Linked DNA regions of Zea mays: region 2 is linked to region 1. The links are chromatin contacts, called in public Hi-C maps. All regions are on one chromosome and are shown on one strand. The core of a region is the stretch at or near the end of the contact, and the rest is flanking DNA. Distances in the headings are between cores, read along the strand shown.

Evidence for each region. A called contact is a pair of places that touch in the nucleus more often than the background predicts.
Region 2: a contact with region 1 is called in a Hi-C map of ear, with 1.8 times the contacts expected there. The contact joins the promoter of LOC100284598 here to the enhancer-like site in region 1. A contact is called at or near these places in 5 of 25 Hi-C or Micro-C datasets (ear, endosperm, leaf and 1 more).

The regions. Positions count from the first base shown.
Region 1 is chr6:140,960,869-140,967,757 of Zm-B73-REFERENCE-NAM-5.0, reverse strand. No RefSeq gene overlaps it. Among protein-coding and RNA genes, the nearest start is that of LOC100284398, 55 kb to the right of the region's middle. Within about 2 kb of position 3,222, at least 8 of the 20 cell types and tissues checked have an H3K27ac peak or open chromatin away from gene starts, as enhancers often do. A contact at or near this core is called in ear, where this site is marked.
Region 2 is chr6:141,029,489-141,036,147 of Zm-B73-REFERENCE-NAM-5.0, reverse strand. LOC100284598 (NADP-dependent malic enzyme) reads right to left here and starts at 3,984. Exons shown (of 9, transcript NM_001157493.1): 1 at 3,796-3,984; 2 at 3,068-3,415; 3 at 2,789-2,960; 4 at 2,534-2,629; 5 at 2,308-2,379; 6 at 2,107-2,190; 7 at 1,849-1,947; 8 at 1,675-1,722; 9 at 646-1,536. The coding sequence starts at 3,884. The coding sequence ends at 832.

The sequences.
Region 1 (6,889 bases), core at 1,973-4,472:
AAAACCACTAGTGTATTGCAGAAAAATTGTTGTCTTTTCTTCAATTATTCTATGATTCAACTGTGGCTCTGTCTGGTGTTTATTACCCTACTTCACCCTTAATGTTGCATCATATTCTAAAAAATGTTAGGCATCTTAATGCATTTGAGAACCATGAATTGTTAAGACATGCAGTTGTTCCTATGAAATCTAAGTTCCTGAAATATTAGAGAGAAATACCCATTGTCTATGCATTTGCTTTTATTCTTGATCCTAGAGCTAAAATGAGAGGGTTTCATAAAATTCTTCAGAGGTTATGATGATGAAACGTTCAGTACTGGTACTACCAGTGGTAGTGTATCTGGTGCAGGTATAGCTACACTTGGTACTAGTAGTCCATCTTCTCTATCTGAACTCTCTTCTTACCTTGATAGTGACACTGAAACTAAGTTTGGTCCAGATTTCAACATTCTTAGCTGGTGGCAGCGACATAATCAGACTTATCCAATTCTTTCTATACTTGCTAGAGATGTTATGACTGTCCCTGTGTCTACTATATCTTCAGAATCCACTTTCAGTCTAGCTAGCAGGGTGCTTGAGGAGCAGCGACGATGACTGACAACAGACATGGTGGAGGTGCTCTCTTGCATCAAAGACTGGGGATTGGCTGACCAACACAAGCAACACACTGTGGAGAAGGAAACCAAGGAGCTTGAATCAACTTTTGAAGCTATGTACCTAGATGATGAGCAACAAGTATCACTAGGGAGCAAGAGAAAGGAGGGAGGATCTGCAGCAGGTAGCATTAAGAAGAAGTACAAGTCACTTGTTCCTGAACAAAGAGGGAGTGCCAAACAAGCTTGAAATGCTTCTGGTTTTTTGTGTTTTTTGTATAATACCTATGACATGTACTGTGAATTGTACTATGAACTTTAGAAGGAGCTGGTTGTACTCTTTTCCTTCCTAGGATTTTCTCATGAGGTGTGAGTTTTTACCTAGGAAGGTTTTTAATGAGACGACATTACACTAAGGCTCCAAATTAATTATATATTTACCTAATTGTCTTGTTCAGTGATGTTATGTGATAAATGTTGAGATGAATGTCTTATGTAGTACAATGAAATTATGAGACCCATGATGCATTGTGTGTATAATTCTGTGTTTTTATGTATAATTATGTGATTTTGTATTTCTATTCATGGTCCGGGCCCGGCACGTCACTATCGGGCTAACTGGGCAACCAGCCCGGCCCGTGAAGCTATTAGCGTCCCGTGTCTAGACTGTCAGTTCAGCCCTCGTGCCAGCCCAACTAGGCACGGGGCACGTGCCAGTACACATTGAAGTCGTGTCGGGCCGATGCGTGCCCGGGCCAGACATGTATAATGGAAACAACAAGGCAAATATAATAAATTGGTTTGATTGGATCGATCGTGATGGTGCCAATCGACCATACCCCTTCATTTATATAAGGAGGAGATCTGCACTCGTTACAAGCCGATTCCCAAACAAATCGCGCAGAGTTTGCTAACAAATCCTGAAAGAAATAAAGAACCCTAACAGTATCTTTTCTCACGTGGATCGGGCCGAACGATCCGGCTTGCTCCTTTGGTGCTCAACACATGTCCCTTGCCTTTTAGTGGAGCTTGACGAACTAAAGCACTTGTACTGTCATCACCTTTCGAGAAACAATAAATCTCATAAGTCATTTTATTCCTAAAATAAGAACTCAGCTTGATGCAAGTTGTCGGCTCCTTCGACCAATAGGATAATCATTTAATAAGATTTCAATACATAAAGATTGTTTAGAATTGTACCTTTCTCGACCATGACTATTTTATTAATTGGTCAATAGGCAGAAAATTATGTTGCCTTGGTGGATGACCGGGGTTGTCGTGTCGTCTTTTGGCGCTTTTCTTGGTTCCCAACGCTGGAGACGTTGAGTTTGAGGTGATCAAAACAGCACCCCGTTTTTTGCTTCAGCTTCCGGCCCGTGAGAAATGTGTACCCTACACCAATCCATTTGCTCCGAACAACAGAGGCAACAAATACAGAGCTCCCTTGCCTGCCTGCACAATTGAGAACTTCCCCTGTAAAAAAATGTACCTGGGCATACCACTGTTGGCGTTCAAGGTAAGGCACAGCTATGAGCAGAGACGGATTCCATGCTGGAAAGGCTCTCTTCTCAAATCCGGATTCCATGTTGAGTCATTCAATGTGTGGTATTAGATTTGACGCACATATAAGATGCATCTAGATTTGTCCTTAAATCCGGATGTCTCACAACTCAAACATTAAATTATTTAACTCAACATTACTATCTTGTTAGCTATACAATTAACCGCAATAGATGGGTCCCAAGAATTTGGGGGCCTAGGACGGTCGCCCTGGTAGCCCTATGCCTAGGCCCTAGAGTCGGCCCTAGTTTGGGTACTTGGTTAATTACCGTGCTTTATACAAGGGATGACAATTTCAACCCGCAAACCCGAAAACCGCGGGGTATGTGACCTGATGGGTGCGAGTATGAGTGAAGATTTTGACCCACGGATGTACCTGCACCAGACCCGAAGTTTCACGGGTGTGGGTACGGGTTTCTATTTCAACCCGCGAGTGACCCGCACCCAACCCGAAATTTGGTTCATTCTTTCTTTTGCACAAAAATGATTAAGATACAATATTAATTATTTTGAATAAGTAACTTGACTATTGACTAATGATTTATGAAATGTTTTGTTGGTGTTCAACGTAAAAAGGTTTAAAGTCCGTACATATAACTCAATTATTGCTGCTATTTAATTGCTTATAGCTAAATTATTGTTTAAAAGTGTGCACTGAGTAAAACTCGCGAGTGATCCGAATGCACCCGTGTGGGTGCGATCACGAGCGTGTTTAGGTAGACTTCACAGGTGTAGTCCAAGTGGGTTTTTGCTCCACCCAATCCGAACACGATTCATTGTCATCCCTACTTGGTACTACTGCTTAAACGTTCTACTTCCTCTTGATGAAAAACATGCTATAGTACAGTCGTGGGAAAAAAAACCAGGCATAGCTTCTTTATAACAACCAGCAGAAATATTATTTCTCCCTACGTAATAATAATATTATTTTCACACGGGAAAGCCCTATTTTGATTAAACAGCATAACTAGAATGCACAGATTTGAGGAGCATCAATACAGAAACAGGAGGCATCAGCCCACTAACAATTTGACATACAGAAGCTAGGCTCTGACTTAGAGGCCCAGAGCCCACCCAAGCTTTGCAAAAAAAAAAAAAAAAAAACGCCAACCAGCGCATTACGGACCTCGGGACCTACCAAGATCGAATGAAAAGTTGAGCGTTTTACTTTCATAGCTTTACGGGCCAACCTCGCCTATCCAAAGTCCAAACACAATTGCTGCATTAATGTTGGGCGATAAGCAGCTCATATAAGGCTATGTTCGGTTATTCGAATTTCACGAGAATAGAAGTGCATTGAAATAGATTGAAATGAATTTTAACTTGCTATGTATTTAAATCGACTCAATACCACCATATCTACATATATTAACGGTGAAACGAATAAGCACTAAAGTGTCTCCTGCATCATCCTGACCACCATTCATCCATTCGCACCACTCAGCATTGTTGACTCACTCGATGTCCAGCTTAGCATACAATCATGTCCAATAACACATAAGTGTACATGTATAACAAATAATTTGTAATAAAGTTTTTAAAATAAGTATTGTTTCGAGTCTTTTATAAGACCTAGAATATAACTGGTACACATACAACCTGATTGTATGGATGCACGTCCATGCGCAGGCTAGCGCCGCCCTGGCCAGTCAGATACGATAATTTTGAGCGTTTAGGTGGATGCAGATTAATAGCCTTAAAATGGCTTATTTTACATCCAGCCATACAGGCTGTGAGTCACACATGCAAGCAACCAAACATAATCCCAAATAAAGTCAACGTATGAGGTGATCCAAGATGAGTTGGTGCGGTTAACCAATCAGACAGATAGTACTTCTATCCAAAAGTCAACCAAAGTTCACACCACTTCTAACATTGATACAAGTTCCGATAAACAGTAGTTGCACTAGTAACTTACTCGCTTGAGCCTTTGACCGTTGTGTTTATACATTCAACACAACATTTGTTGTTAATATGTAAGGACAATATACGTTGATATATACATATAAAAGTGGCAGCATTAGCTGAACAACTACAATAGTAGTACATGTCAGTTTAAAAATATAGAACATGAGCAACATAGATAATATATTACAATAGTGTTGTTTGTAAAGAGCGAAGTTGATATCAGGAACATACCTATCTCTTTCGCGACACCTTGTCATCAATGGCGATTACATTTTCGGTCAACACATTGATATGCCAAAGAAGGTAACACGAAAAATTGCATCAACAATATGTAATTATCTTAGGGAAAGAACACTGAAACATGTGTACCGGTGAAACGTGAAACACTATTTGGGCACGGATATACCACATTTGTATCATGAAGTGAAAAGTGGCCGCCTAACTGAATTAGATCCCATCAATGGAGCACTCAATCAGAGGCGTGTGGAGATGCAGAAGTAAACCAGAGGCGCATCGAAACGATGAAGGGGTTGTTGTGGAGCATAATAGGCAAGAACAAAGGGCGATAAGGACCTAGCACATCGGCTCGCCGCTAGGATAGCAATGTAGATATGCCTTATTGCAAGCTAAGCCTTCCGATTCATTGATTAATCGTGCGTTAGTTGCCCAATAATCCACTGACATTTGTCGTTGCATCGCATTTCTCGCTCAATTGATTGTCTAATGAAGTCGATCTAGCTCGACAGGTGGACATGGCCCAGGATTTGATCGGGCGATCGATGTTATGGCTGGTGGTAGGTGTTGTCGGGGCATGGCTAGCCAGGTTGCGTGGTGAGGAGTCATGAGGCCACTGAGTAGCGACTTGTGTGCGGCCGTCTACTGCTTCTACTAACTGTTGCGGCTATGGTTGTGCTCATCGACAGGTTGTACTTCTAGCTGGTGATCTCGTTGTTCCAGCTACCCAACTTAGGCGTCGCCGGTTGCCACCTCGATGGTCGGGTAGCCGGAAATTCGTCGTCTGACGATCATGATGATATATTGGCAACCACTCTTGCTAAGTAAAGCAATTGAATGATTTATGCAATGTTAAAGATACATTCTACAAAATATTTGGCGTAGCCTCATTCCTCCTAAGCAGTCTAATTCAATGGAACATAAGAAGGCGCCGAGTGTAATTGCCTCCATGACCATCAAAAACACCAAAGAGTGATATCTCGCTATCAAGGTTTAGCATTGCTAAATGCTGCATTGATGTACAAATTGTTAAACATTATATCATGGGACTATTTCAGAAATGTCTTGACTGGGTGTAAGGAATACTATCACATCTAGATTTAGATTCGTCACTACCATAAACCTATAAGCTTAAAGCAGTCAAAAAGGTATAGCAGCTTATGATAATAAGAAAATAATATTTATATGCCTAAAGTATATTATGAGTGGTGATAAAATGTTTATGACTAAGTAAATTTACCTATTAAAGGGGGAACATGCCTACGTTCAAGTTCTGGTAGTGTGAAATGTGAATCTTTTGTGTATCTAGCTTCTTCTAACACATGAATCAATACTTTGTGTAATGCACAATAAATGCCTTAACATAAGCATATCCAGAAAAGGCTAATGTTAATAAACCAGAAATCCCTAGTACAAACATATCTCTATTGCTCTGTCATAAATGAAACTATCAGATCTCGCGAAAAATAATTTGAAAGAACATCCACACTATATACTGGCAAATATTGGAGAATTTTGATAAAAACAATATAGGGCTTATTTAGTTCGTGGGTAACTGCTCCACACTTTACCTAAGGTTAGTCGTTCCGATTGAAGAACTAATCTTAGACAGAAAAGTTAGACAGAGTATAACAAGTTAGACAGCGAATCAAACAGATCCTTGTTTTTGAACTAATAATTATATTTAATCTTTTCAACATGACACTGGAAAAACATACTACCTCTTTTCTTAAAAATTTGTCACCCACTAGCTCATTTTTGAACTAAACTGTGACAAATAAAAAAAGAATGAAGGAAGTATGTAACAGTAATAATATAATCTCCAAATGTAAAAATAAAATTGTAGAGATATATAATATATATTAATTATTGCTTCAATTTAAAAATAGTCAAAAAAAATATTGGATGCACACGCATCGACACGTGTTGTGAATCCACGCTTAGATGCACAACGGTCATTTCACATTCTACTCTGGAGCACGTGATGGGATGCCATCCATCGAGGCATCGACCCTCGCACTCTGCCGGATTTCTACTTGAGCTTACAGTCTCCTAGTCGCATCGGTATGATATCGTGCCCGTGCTGTGAAAAATCTCCATGGATTTGATGGCGATGTTGTGTTTGATCCAATTTATTGCCATACTTTATTATTGCTAAACCAATCATAAGGACAAGATTAACTCGGTTGGGTTTGTTGCTAAACCTGCTGTGGCTGTGGGCTTGTGGCCTGTCTACAACGCCGGGGAAGAAACGGCAAATGTTGTTGCGACATGACACCGCATGTAGAATTACATCTCCATGCCATGATTCCCTCGTAGAACTTTGCCAAAAACGTGTTCTTTTATGAATCACTTTTGTGTTTCTAAATCCCACTCAGACGTCTTCAAATGCCTTTTCTTGTGAAATGACTGCCGCGCACTGGGGACTCAGGTGGCCGTGTGAAGAAAATTCCACTTGCAAAATTTGCAATAAGCCATATGTGCCACCTGCTCCGCGAGCCTGTGACTTGTTTACCTTTTTATTTCCTTTGGGCACATGCGTCGAACTCCCACCTCATAAATATAAGTCTGTTTAGGTTTGTCCGATGCTAGTT
Region 2 (6,659 bases), core at 2,735-5,234, 68 kb before region 1:
TCCTGTTGAGCCTTTGTCTCTTTCTAGAGGGATTTGTTTTTGCTTTTAAAGTTATCGACATCCTTCATCTTTTGCTTAGATTATTGGCTAGTGGTATTGAGCCTTTCTTAGTCCCTTCTTGAGGGCTAGCCATTTTTTTCTTATTTTTATTGAGTCGTTGCCTTATATCTTTGGCAACCAAGTTTTTCTCATTTCTAATGACCTTATCTTGGCTTTTTTGTTTAGCCTTCTGCCATTGAGATGAGTTATCCTTTCTTTGTTGCTTCTTTATGTTTGTGAGGTGGTATTAACAATACACTCATCAAGAGAGATTGCGAACAAGGTTGAAAATTTTGAAAAGATTTAAAAGTTCAAAATAATTCTAGAATCCAACTATAAATTAGGTTTTATTTATGAATTATATGCTTTTTATTTTTATGTTTAAATTAAGTAAATTTATTTATAAATTATTTTTTTATTTGTATGCAAGTTACATAATTTTAATTATTTAATAAATTATGAAATTTTATTTGCTTAATTATAAATTATGCAATTTTATTTATTTTATATAAAAACAAATTTGACACTGAGATGGCTCTAGGTAAATATAGAGTGATAGCGTTCTAACCAGGTACATTAACTGTATTGAAATGACTGACGAGTATGTAGTAGTGTTGTATGGTATGCCGTATACGGTACACAGAAATACAGTGTATAGAAATGAAAGTATGTGTAAACTCACTCCTCTAGCTGCAACAAATATCGCATCGACCCTTTATTCACTCACTGACTCATAATTTACCCGTTTCCTTTCCTTTTGCTCAGGCCGCCGCCCCGGCCATGGTCCTTTCCTTACCGGTAGCTGCGGTAGATGGGGGTGTACATGCAGCTCTCAGCGTACTTGACGAGATCGTCAGGGCGTGGCAGGCGGCTGGCGAGGCCGAGCTCGTAGGCCTTGGCAGCCACCTTGGCGGCGATGCGCGCGGAGATGGCGCGGATGTTGGTGAAGGGCGGGAAGATGAGCCCCTTGGCGAAGTGCTCCTCGGTTACCTGCTCCGCCAGCGCCTCCGAGGCGGCCAGCAGCATGTCGTCGCGGACGCGGATGGCGCCGGAGATGACGACGCCGAGGCCGAACCCCGGGAAGATGTAGGCGTTGTTGGACTGCCCCGGCACCAGCACCTTGCCGTCCAGCTCCACGCTGTCGAAGGGGCTGCCGCTCGCGAACACCGCGCGGCCCTTGGTCCAGGTGTAGGCCTGCTCCGCCGTGCACTCCGAGTGCGAGGTCGGGTTCGACAGCGCGAAGATGACCGGCTTCTCGTTCTGGGACGCCATCGCCTCCACCACCTCCTTGGTGAAGGTGCCGCCCTTGCCCGAGGTGCCGATCAGCACCGTCGGCTTCAGGGACTGCACGGCCTCCAGCAGGGTCGCCACGGGCTCGTGCTCGTGCGCCCATGGCTTCTTGAACGCCTGCAGCGAGTCCTTCCGTGACGCCACGATCAGGCCCTTGGAGTCCATCAGCCAGATCTTCGGGCGGCACTCTTCGATCGGAGACCCAGTCTGCTTATATTTATTGTTATGTTAATTTGTATTTGGAACAATCAACACATCGGGAACGGTAATTCTTTTTTTTTCCCATCAAGAAGAGTAAGAAACCATAGATCGATCATTGGACAGAGTGGCAAATTAGTTGCTTACATGTTTGGACATCTCGAGAGCAATGAGCTCGGCAATGCCAGTCCCGGCCTGCAGATGAACAAACACAACGTAATCAGAGAAAAGAATGAGGCCGCGAGTGATCCGAAGCTTTGATCGGCAAAGAAAAGATAGGGTAACACTGATGCAGTATACTAGCAAGTCAAATCGACCGACCTCGCCGGCGCCGAGGAACAGGTAAGTGTGGTCCGCCAGTGTCCCGCCGACCACCTTGAGCGCCGCCAGGAGGCCAGCGAGGACCACGGATGCTGTTCCCTGCAGCAATCACACACATCCGCATCGTTTTCGTTCAGCACGGTGGAAAGAAACGGACGACGGAACGAGCACAAAACAGGCAGGCCCCTGTTCTGAACTTGGCATCCATGGTGCTACTGTTTGCCTGTGATGCGCTGTCACAAGGAAAGCCTAGCCTACCTGGATATCGTCGTTGAAGACGAGATGGCTCTCCCTGTACTTCTCGAGCAGGTCAAAGGCGTTGTGGTTGGCGAAGTCTTCGAACTGCACGGTCAGAGGTCAAAAAGAACATCCATTTCAGATCCAGGATGAGAGAAAGTTCGGCCAAAAAGGCGAAAACCAACAGCTGGTAGTATCTGTGGCTGGTCCACTGAGACTGACCTGGGTGAGGACCTTCTCGCCGTAGTTTTGCTTGACGGCGGTCATGAACTCTTCAAGAAGTTCATGGTACTCCTGTGAACCATCAAAAACACAAGCCACGTCTCAATAATCCAGACAAGAGACTGGTTACAGGTTCAACAAAATCACCAGCTGCAAGTGGGTGAACAGAACAGCCATGTAGGGGTAGAACTAAATCAATGGAGGGGATTGCAGATGAGTTGCTGACCTCGCCGGTGGCACGCCTCTGGCGGAGGCCGATGTAGAACTCGTCCTTGAGCAAGGCCTCGTTGTTGGTGCCGACATCAATTGTGATGGGCAGGCACTGCAGCAGCGTAAACATTATTACGACCAATAATACTGAAGTAGTAGTAATACTGAAGAAAAAAAATCGATTCCAAATCTTTCCTACTACGACTAGTGCTACAAGTTTATTCCGACAGAGTAGTAATACTGAAGAATGAGCATTGTGAGCAGCACTTACAGCTGACGGGCGAACACCTCCGAGGGCAGTGTAGAGGGAGAGCTTGCCAACGGGAATTCCCATCCCCTGGCAACCGAGATCACCGAGGCCGAGGATGCGCTCGCCGTCGGTGACGACGATGACCTGGATGCTCCTCTCGGGCCAGTTCTTGAGCACCTCGAGGATCTTGCCCCTGGTTGAAAAGGCAGCGCGCATGAATAAGTACAGAGCAATGGAGGAAGAACACAGAAGAAAGAGACGGAGAAGGAGAGATAGAGTAGAACAGAGAGAGTGAATTACTTGTCCCTGAGGCTGATGTACAGCCCCTGCGGGCGGCGGTAGATGCTGCCGTACTTCTGGCATGCCTCGCCGACGGTGGGCGTGTAGACGACGGGGAGCAGCTCCTCGACGTTGTCGATGAGGAGCTTGTAGAAGAGCCTCTCGTTGCGCTCCTGCAGGTCCATCATGGCGATGTAGCGGTGCAGCGGCTGCTCGTACCGGCGCAGGTTCTGCATGAGCTTCTTCTCCTGCAGCTCCTGCGACGCCAGCGCCGGCGGCAGCAGGCCCCGGAGGTAGTGCGCGTCGCGCTCCGCCTCCGAGAAGGCCAGGCCCTTGTTGTGCCGCGGGTCGCGCAGCAGGGTGTAGCCGCTGGATGGAGGAGGAGGAGGGAAAAAGAAACCGATCGTCAGATCATGACATGCAAACTTCGTCAGATACGCTTTTACGCGCGCATAATATATTATACGCTGGAAGAAATCGCTGACTGGTGTCGGTCTACTGTACAATACTACTGTATACCATAAGAATAATAATAATTGATGAAAAAAAATGTGCAAAACTGTGGCGAATGGCGACGAATCGAAGATGTTTGGACGAAGACGGCAAAAGAAAAGGCAGCTTTCGCATAACGTGGAGAGGAATGTTTGGTTAGCGTAGGCAGGCGGCGCGCGAGGGCGAGAGCCGAGAGAGAGAGAGAGGTGGAAGAAGACGAGATCGTGAGCATGGGAATGGATCCGAATCGATGGGACCTTGCGACGGAGAAGGCCCACGGCGTGATCAGCTGCTCCTCGGTAGCGCGGTCCTCGCCGTACACGTCCTCAACGCCGCCGCCCGCCATCTCGCCCGCCTGCCCTCTCAGGGTCCCTCGGCGCCGGCGAAGACAATGAACGGACAACGAACGAGCGAGCGAGCGTTTGTTTCTGTCGCCGCGGGTTCAGATCTGGTTACAGGAGGAAGACGGATGTGGAAGAAGAAGCAACGGACGGTGACGCGGATTTATAGCGCTCCAGACGCTGAGTAGTCTCCACGGGCAGGGGCAGGGGCCCTGAAAAGTAGTAGTCCTAGTCGCTCCCCCTCCCAGCCCAGGTTTGCCACGGCTGGGGCCCGCCGCGTGTGGAAGCGAGGAAAGGTCGGGGACGCGAGCGGATGGTAAACGCCGCGGCGAGGGAGGAAAGCCAAAGGGAACTTGTGGAAAGGTGGTGTGTGTCCTGCAGCTGCTGCTGCTGCTGCCTGCTGGTGGTGGCCGGTGGGGAAGGGAAGCTGCCCGCCGACGCGGCGAGGAAGGCAGACCAAGGCCCAATGCCCAATGGGTTGGTGACTTGGTGGTGGTGGAGCAGTCGTCGGCCTCGGTGCCGGTCGGCTGGTGAGCCGGGATCCTGCCTGCTGATGAGTTTGGTGTTCCAGCAGCGGGCCTGGCTTCCGCGCCTGGTATGGTACGCGAACGCCGCCGCCTTGCACCGAAATATTGCACGTACTGTAACTTACTAGCAGTGGCTGCCGCTGCCATTGGCCATCTTGCTTGCGCACGCAGCAGGCAGGGGCGAGCGCGCGCACCGGACCACTGCCGGAGTGCCGACTGTTTTGATGACTAGGTGTGCCGCGGACGCTGTATGTATTAGTATTACCGCCATAAATCCACAGGAAAACTGCGTGCCAGATCCAAACCACAGTAGCGCCTTCTTTCTGGTTGGCGGATTGGCGCACGGGCGCCCACGTACCATTGCTCGCTATCGCGCACCGTCCAACGTGCTCCGTACTTATTTTCCTAAATTTTATTTCCCATCGTAACTCTGGGTTTTACTATCTGCCTGCTAGTGAGAGTATATTGTTGCGGTTTTCATTTATAAATAGGAAGTATAAAATATAAAAATATATGTGTTCTACGTGAATCTAGATTTAAAAGCCAACAACTATAGTTTAAATCCTCATTTGTACATAATTTTAAAAATTTTACATTTAAACGTATGGAGCACGAGGATCATACAATCGTGGAAACTGATTCTTAATGTAGTAGAGTGGACACTCGGCAAAGAGTGAGCCTTTGCCAAGTGCCACTCTGTGGGCACTCGGCACAGGCTCCGTCGCCGTGACGGGGACTTTTATTTACCGATTATAGGTTGACACTCGGCAAAGTCTTTGTCGAGTGTCCGATAAAAAGTACTCGACAAATAAGTTGTTATCGATGTACAGTTCACCGAACTTTCTTTACTGATTGTTACACCCAGGAAAGCCTTCGCCGAGTGTTTTTCAAGCTTTGTCGAGTGTTTTAGACACTCGATAAAGCTGCTGATTCCGGTAGTGAGTAGAGACTACTTAAATTATATACTACTTGATCCCTTGAAGCAATGTTTTTACTTTAAACTTTTAGTACGGTTTTTAAACATAACTTTTCGGATATATATTTTCATGCAGATTTTTCTCCACGGGATCTGTTCGGGAAAAAATATCATCAATCTATTTTTTTAATATAATAGACTTCTTTAGACACGACTTGTAAAGATAAGCGTTTAGAGGTTCTTTGAGTAAAACTTCATTTAGATCAGCTAAACTTTCCATAAGCTACAATAGCCTAAGAGAGCGGCTAATAGCTTTTTTTGACCATCTGGGTAGTTGAATAGTTTCGAACGGGCTATAAACCAAGCTGTTTGCACCGTCTAGAGATTTTTATAGCAGCTACCATCTTTTTTTAGTCTATCTAAGAGATTTCTGTACCATGTTTTTTTAGTCTATCTGAGATTTTTGTAGCAGCTACAATCTTTTTTAGTCTATCTAAACATGGTCTAAGTTTTGACATTTGCGTGAGCATATCCAATTGTATTTGGACTTGGACGTATACTACTATCTAGCAACCTTGAGACGGAGGTGGAGGCAACGACATGAAACGGTGCGATGAGTTTATACACATGGAAAGAACGAATATTAAGGTTGTGTTCAGCATATCGTGTATATAGTCATATAAAATATATTTTTATAATATAGACAGAGAGTGGAGTTTGATATATGTGATGAAATAGAAGAGCTACTGGAGATAGCTAAAGAAAGGAGGAAGTGCAAGAATTACGATGTTGCATGATTATGGAGACATGGAAGGGCAAAGAAAAAGAAACAACCAAAACGCTAAAATAGACTAATATATAGCTCGTGTTAACGCTACGATCCAGAAGAGAGGAGGGTCAACGACGATGGCGACGAGGCGAATGAGGGGAGGGGGAGGGGTGGCGGGGATACGAGGGGAGGGAGAGGAGGAGGTTGGGGGCGGCAGGGTCGTAAGAGAGAGAGAAGGATGATCTAAATAATATTATCTATTGGATTTGACTAAGTGAGATAGGATTATCCAGCGATTTGAATCATTCGTTTTGATGGTGTGTTAAGTCCGAGTGTAAGTTGTTTAGTGAATTTAGTGGAGGTTATAGGTGTGGGGTGATTTGGTTAGATGGATATTGCTGGATAACCGTCTCTCCCTTAAATCCAATGAACAATATTATTTTGATCATCTCTTATCCCTCATCCTTCCCTGCAACCCCCCACTCGTAGCCTCCCCTCTCCCCCGCGTCCCTCTGCCCCCTCCCCCTCACTCGCGTCGTCGCTGTCACACCCCTCCCCTCCCTAGTAT